2 separate regions of the Mus musculus genome follow, and region 2 is linked to region 1. The links are chromatin contacts, called in public Hi-C maps. All regions are on one chromosome and are shown on one strand. The core of a region is the stretch at or near the end of the contact, and the rest is flanking DNA. Distances in the headings are between cores, read along the strand shown. Region 1 overlaps Slc1a7 (solute carrier family 1 (glutamate transporter), member 7). Region 2 overlaps Scp2 (sterol carrier protein 2, liver).

The links. Hi-C and Micro-C count contacts between places; a contact is called where the count stands out from the background.
Region 2: a contact with region 1 is called in a Hi-C map of uterus, with 2.8 times the contacts expected there. The contact joins two enhancer-like sites. A contact is called at or near these places in 3 of 39 promoter capture datasets (the 3T3-L1 cell line, 3T3-L1-derived adipocytes and cranial neural crest), 2 of 15 datasets of contacts at CTCF or cohesin (the NIH/3T3 cell line and pro-B cells), 6 of 484 Hi-C or Micro-C datasets (the HL-1 cell line, the MNK3 cell line, cerebral cortex and 3 more), 3 of 115 datasets of contacts at active chromatin or transcription factors (CD8 T cells, effector CD8 T cells and embryonic stem cells) and 1 of 9 other capture datasets (adipose tissue).

The regions. Positions count from the first base shown.
Region 1 is chr4:107,983,372-107,986,580 of GRCm38.p6, reverse strand. All of the region lies in intron 2 of Slc1a7 (solute carrier family 1 (glutamate transporter), member 7), which reads right to left. Among named protein-coding and RNA genes, the nearest start is that of Slc1a7, 17 kb to the right of the region's middle. Within about 2 kb of position 1,815, at least 80 of the 459 cell types and tissues checked have an H3K27ac peak or open chromatin away from gene starts, as enhancers often do. A contact at or near this core is called in the NIH/3T3 cell line, adipose tissue, cerebral cortex and 1 more, where this site is marked.
Region 2 is chr4:108,069,737-108,072,790 of GRCm38.p6, reverse strand. Scp2 (sterol carrier protein 2, liver) reads left to right here. Exons shown (of 16, transcript NM_011327.4): 12 at 1,381-1,534. Among named protein-coding and RNA genes, the nearest start is that of Mir6397, 16 kb to the left of the region's middle. Within about 2 kb of position 1,345, at least 364 of the 459 cell types and tissues checked have an H3K27ac peak or open chromatin away from gene starts, as enhancers often do. A contact at or near this core is called in the NIH/3T3 cell line, adipose tissue, cerebral cortex and 1 more, where this site is marked.

The DNA.
Region 1 (3,209 bases), core at 566-3,065:
ATTAACCAGAGGGCTCAAGGCTGCCTCAAACCTGCCCTGAGGTTGAGTCCCACTGGGAAAGGGACAGGAAGGGTGCAGTGCCCCTCACACAGCAGCTGGCAGTAAAAGAGACAAAGGCTTTAGGGAAAAGCACCTAGGGCAGCCTGGAGGACAGCAACCTGGGACACTGGAGCTGATAGGGAGCTCTGGGAACCTCACTCAGTGCCTGAGGTAACTTATGTCAGCACCACCCTACCCTGCAATGAACCTCTTTGAGACACTGGAAGCAAGTTACTGAAGTCACATAGTGAGCACTCAGGTGTCCAGTAGGACTCCTGCTACCAGCAGACCTGAGGACAGGAATGAACCTGAGTCCCTGGGCTGAGTGAGGCCTTGGGTCTGACCTTAGCTGAGTTCTCAGGCCATATGAAGTCTACCCTGCAGGCAAGGAGGTATGACTAAGAAGGGGTCTGGGCCATGAGTGAGAGGGTCTCCTGTCAGCCTTTCTAAAACCCACTCCCTAGCAGACAGCAGGCACAGTCTCTGACAGCAAGCGCCACGTTAGCGCCTAGTTCCACTTCCCAGATGGCTCTGCCACACCCCTAATCCCCCAAGCAATTCTAAGGCTTGGGGCAGGATGTCTTGATGCCAGTTCACTAAAATGTGGGCCATCTGGTCCCAGGAATCCCTCCAAAGTGCAGAAACTCCCCTCGAGCCTCTACTTATACCACACTGGGTCAGCAGCCACCACGGGCTGGTTCTGTTCATTAGGAAGTACTTTTCTTGGAGCCAGGGTAAAAAAATCTACCTCCAGGGGGAGAGGATCTCTTGTAGATACAGCCTCCCTTTGCAGCTGTGCAGAACAACCCTCTCTGATTCCTAGGTGGGATCCTATAGAGCTGCCTCCCTCCCTCATGGTACAGAAGGCTGAGGAGAGGAGGGTACAGGCTCCACCAGGAGTAATGACTTGCTAAACATACCTGCCAGACTGGCCAGGACCAGACCTTGCTCAGAAAGACCGCTCCTGAGGAAAGAGACGGCCCTGGGCATACAGAGGAGTTTCTCCTAACACTCCTCTTTCGGGGCTGACGGGGTCTGTCCCAAAGCTTAGAATGGAGCTGTCTGACTGAGTCTCTCCTTGGCAGTGAGTCTCCATAGGAAGATGGTAGGAACTCTTTCAAAACCACTCATCTCCCCTTCGCTGTATACATGTTATCACACCAACTACATTGGGTACTTGCCCTGAGTATTTGGGGGTCCCGGAAATGAATGAGGGGTTTGTGGTCACTGGGAATCTTGTTTAGCAGGTACAAGGCCTGCAGTGTAACAACAGACCTCTGGGTCACCACCGTGACTGAGAGAGACCAAAAGCAATCGGTAACCCATGAGGAAACCACCCTCTCAGAGGTGGCTGCCCAATTGAATCCTGGGAAGGTGAGCAGGAAGCAGAAAGGGATGAAGTAAGACTGTGGGCATCTAGGATGGATGGAGACTTTCTGAGTCCCCGGGCTGAAGGTCTGCCCTACTATATAGCTCCTAGCTGAGCTGTGTTTTCTCTCTTGATCAGCAAAGATCTCAGCTGATGAGGCAAGGGAGACAAGAAAGATTCCCAGCTCCCATGGAAGGAGTGGCAGGGCCTAGCTCAGAAAGGCTAGCCCGACTTTAAGGTTGAATCCAGAGGTGCAGGCAATACCAGGTTTGACATTTAGTCTGTGGCCACCTCCAGCCTGCAGCCTGCCTCAAAGCTTGGAGAAGCTGCTCTGAATACTGGCTCCCAAACCAGACTTCAAGACTGCTTGGCCCAAGCCCATCTCCGAGGAGTCAGAACGTGGGTGTGTGGAGCAGTCTGCCAAACTAGAGTGCCTCAGCAAGGGGGAGAATGGGTGGGGAGACACTTTGGACCAAACATGATTTCCTGATTCTCAGAAATTTCCGTTGAAAATTCTTACAAGAAACAGGAAAGAAAACAATATTTACGTGGGCATATGAATGCATCGCACACTTGCTACACACACACACACACACACACACACACACACACACACACACATGTGACATCTCTATGAGGCAGAGCTAACAAAACACCCTGCCTTGTTCAGCCTCAGTGAATCACAAACACATGGCTTCAGTTTCCTTGAATGATGCCTGGTTTGAGAAACTGGAGAGGGGTGGGGAGGAGGATGGGGGGTGGGGGACAAGGGAGAATTGGAGGCTCTGGCTGAATCCAGATGTTGGACTAACCACCCCCAGTTTTTGTGTTGTTCTTGTCTGTGGATGTGTGAAATCGAGGCACAGTTGACATCCTAAGGTTAACCCTGGTGAAGCCACAATGGGCCACACACACACACACAGACACAGATACAGACACACACACACACACACATATGTACACATAGACACACACAGAGAGACACAGACACACATATACACGCATACACACACATGCACACATACACACACACACACACACATACACACATAGGCACTTGAGCACACACACCACCTGGTAGGCCCTGCCTTGTAAATTTGCACTTACTCTGTATCTATTTTATGGCAGAGGCTAAGAACACTGTAAATAACACAGTCTGAGGCTATGTCATTTACAGAGCCCTAGATGCAATAAATAAATAAATAAATAAATAAATAGCCCCAGTGGTGTGTCTAGGAGCATTGCAGGAACCAGGATGGGAAGGCTCAGCTGCAGCCCCCAGTGGAAGTGTGTAACAAGAGCCTCAGGCACTGGTACAGGGTGGAAACTCTTATGACATTTTGTTGAATAAAACCCAAAACAAGTAGGAAGCAGATTTGTTTTCGTGGAAGAACCAGGAAGGTATCCTTCAAGAACTTAAAGGAACAGAAAACTGTGGGTGGTTTTTTCTTTTTTCTGTCAGTCTATGAATGTGAAAGGAAAGGGCTATGCACAGAGAGCATCCTTGCTGGGGTAAAGTGGGAAAGGATGGTTTCTAGGTCCAGGAGCATACGTGAAGGGAATCAAGGATGGATAGAATTGCAGAACACAGCTCAGAATAGCAAACCACTTGCTGCCCACTTAAGCAGCATCCCTCAGGGAGGGCCTGACATAGGTTAAGGATACTGCAGTAACAGATTCTGTCTGCCAGACCATCACTGTCATGTGACACGGGAGTTTTTCAGTTTTGAATGAGGTGCCAATACTCAGTGATAGAGACAGGGGGTCTTCTTGCAGCCACTTCCACTTTGAGGAAAAAATT
Region 2 (3,054 bases), core at 96-2,595, 87 kb before region 1:
AATTTCACTTATGTATTTATTTTATTCATTTGTTTGTTTATTCAAGACAGGGCTTCTCTGTGTAGCCCTGGCTGTTCTGGAACTCACTCTGTAGATCAAGATGGCCTCAAACATAGATTTGCCTGCCTCTGCCTCCTGAGTGCTGGGGTTAAAAGCATGTCTCCCCCCAACCCCACCTTGGTTTATTTTTAATTATGTGTGAGTGTGTATATTTACCATCAAGATATAAAGGTCAGCTGGGCACTGGTAGTGCATGCTTTTAATCTGAGCACTTTGGGGAGGCAGGCAGATCTCTGTGAGTTCTAGGCCAGCCTGGTCTACAGAACTAGTTCCAGGACAGACAAGGCTACACAGAGGGGTAGAGGTGGGAGGGACTACATGTCTTTATTGAACCTTTAGAGATATCTTGCTGTGTAGAGATATCATTTCTGTGGCTCATAGGCACCACAGGTGATTAGGTCTGTTGATCCTGGCCCTCCTCCCACTTCCAGCTTGCATAGCATAGCACCTTCTGGTACTATGAAAGCTAGGCCCCAGGAGGCTTTTGGATTAGTTCCAGCTCGACTTCTCGAGTCCTGTGTTCAAGTGTGTGTGCTATCTTTCGCAATAGACACTTACCTTTGACTTCTGGGATGAAATCAAGCTTGATCTCCCTGGACCAAACAATTCATGCATGGCACAGGGCTTTTTATTAGATAGTCTGTGGCTCCTGGAACGGGCACTATTACCCCAAGTGGTATGGCATCACTTAAACAAAGTGTATATACATATGTATGTATGCAAATACACTTATATGTATTACATGTATTTTAAGTAAATATAAAATAAGAATTCCTTATGACTACTTCAAATATTTTTAGTGTTGTAGATCATTCCCTACGCCCACCTCATTTTCCCACTTCATATCACAAGCATCTTGAGTTCAATTTGATCTCATTGCTTTTTCAAAATGTCCCATCTCAAAATTTTCTTTCACTTTTTATTTTATTTTATTTATTTATTTATTTGAGACAGAATCTTGCTGTGGCATTGGCTGTCCTGGAACTCAAACTGTAGACCAGGCTGGCCTTGAACTCTCAAGAGATCCGCCTGCCTGTCTTCTGAGTGCAGGGTTTAAAAGTGTGCACCACTAGACACTGTGTTTTCCATTTCAACACACCCGGAAAAAAATGGGTTGAAAATGCAAGTGTTGATTTCCTGAACTCGAGTCTTTCTTAAATGCTAATTCTCTTAGCGTGGGAACTAGCTGTGAATCTTGGGCTTTAAGCTCTGCAGGCGTGCGTGGCTTTGGCGGGAAGTCCCAACTAGCGGCTCGCTGGCGCGGGTGGGCGGAGTCTGCGCTCTAACGCGGCCCGGGACGCTCTGTGCTCGACTCGCCAGGTCTGGCTCAGTGCGCGGAGCTCTGCTGGCAGCTGAGAGGCGAAGCCGGAAAGAGGCAGGTTCCCGGGGCAAAGGTGGCTCTGCAGCACAATCTAGGCCTCGGAGGAGCTGTGGTTGTCACCCTCTACAGGATGGGTTTTCCCGAAGCTGCCAGGTAAGTGACATTCTAAGTTCTGTCACTTTTGTCCTCATGCTTTACAATAAGTGACGCTTGCATATTAAAAAAAACAAACAACAACAACAACAACAAAAACCAAACCCCAACCACATATTAAGCATTTAAGGGAAAGTATGACATAACTTCGTTAACGTGGTTTTAAAAGTTAAGACTTAGTTTTTAAGCCGAGACAACCTTAGGAAAATTTGTTCAGAAAGAGGCAGCGAAGCCAGGAGTGCTGGCCCACAAGCCTGCGGAATGTAGACTAGTCACCTTTTGCTTGCCTTTCTCACAGTTGGCTTTCTCCTTGGCTTCTGGCTGCTGTCAGAGAAAGCCACCAACTACATGTGCCATTGGAACCTGGAAAATGTGTTTCTGAATCAAGCCCTCGTTGCTGTTGGAATTCCAGGGGCTTGCTTGCTTCCTGTCTTTGCAGTCTCTGCCTCTGTCGTTACCTCTTGTCCCAGCCTTCTGGGATTCCTGTTTTCCTTGCAGCCTCTCCGGGTTCTCTTCCTCCTTTTCCAAGGCCCAGCGTTCCTCTGTGTGCGTGGTTTCCAACCACCTGTACTAGCTACTATGTATACCCTCTTGAATCTTCCTAGCATTCCCTCCACTGGCTCCTTGCCCCTGTTATCTTACACCAGAGAATCTTTCTTAGTCCACAAAATCTTTTTTTCCTCTTGCTTTAATTATTCTCTTTCATGATGAGCCTTTCGCAGTGAACCACCTCAGGGTCTGTTTGGAGGTCTGGTGTGTTCTGAGTTGATTATCCTTGGCTAGCTATGTCTTTCCTCCTTTAACCACCCTGTAACTTTTTAACACGAATGTGCTCCTTTTCTCTTGAAATTCCTGGTGATTACTTAATCGTTTTCTTATACAGTTTGTCCTACAAAGGATAGGGGCCACTATCTACTATATAGTCTTTAACTTTTACAAACTTCGGGATGGTTTTTCCTCTCTCTGGTCTCACTCTTCTTTTTCTGCCCAGAATTTTGTTTTTGTTTCAAACATTAAGATAACATCTTAAACTTAAGAGTTTCTTCTTTCAAATACCCATGCTCTTTTGCAGTCCTTAGAGGGCTCATCTTGTTTCTTCCTCAATCTGATTCATCAGTTCTATGCTGATGACCCTGGAACACCATGCAGTTCACACTTGAGATGAAACCCCTTAGGGGAAAAATAATCAAGCTATGAAAAGCCAACACAGTCAGTATAATTGTCATAGATATTTCGTTTTCTTTAGAGTAAAATTAGGAAGTTTGTCCACAGCCTTTTTTTTTTTTTTTAAGCAGTCTCACACCTTAGACCAGACCAGGCTAGCTTTGTATTAGAGGCAGTGAGTTTCTTGCTTCACCATTTTAGTATGTGCCTGCAAGTTCTCACATGTAAAAGGTGCAATGTATAATTTCCACCATAGGTGAGGTCCACAATGATTCTATGACCCGCTTCCCTAGTCCTTTGGTTCTTTTTCTCTCTGCTGAGACAGGGTCTCACTATGTAACACTGTCCTGGAACTC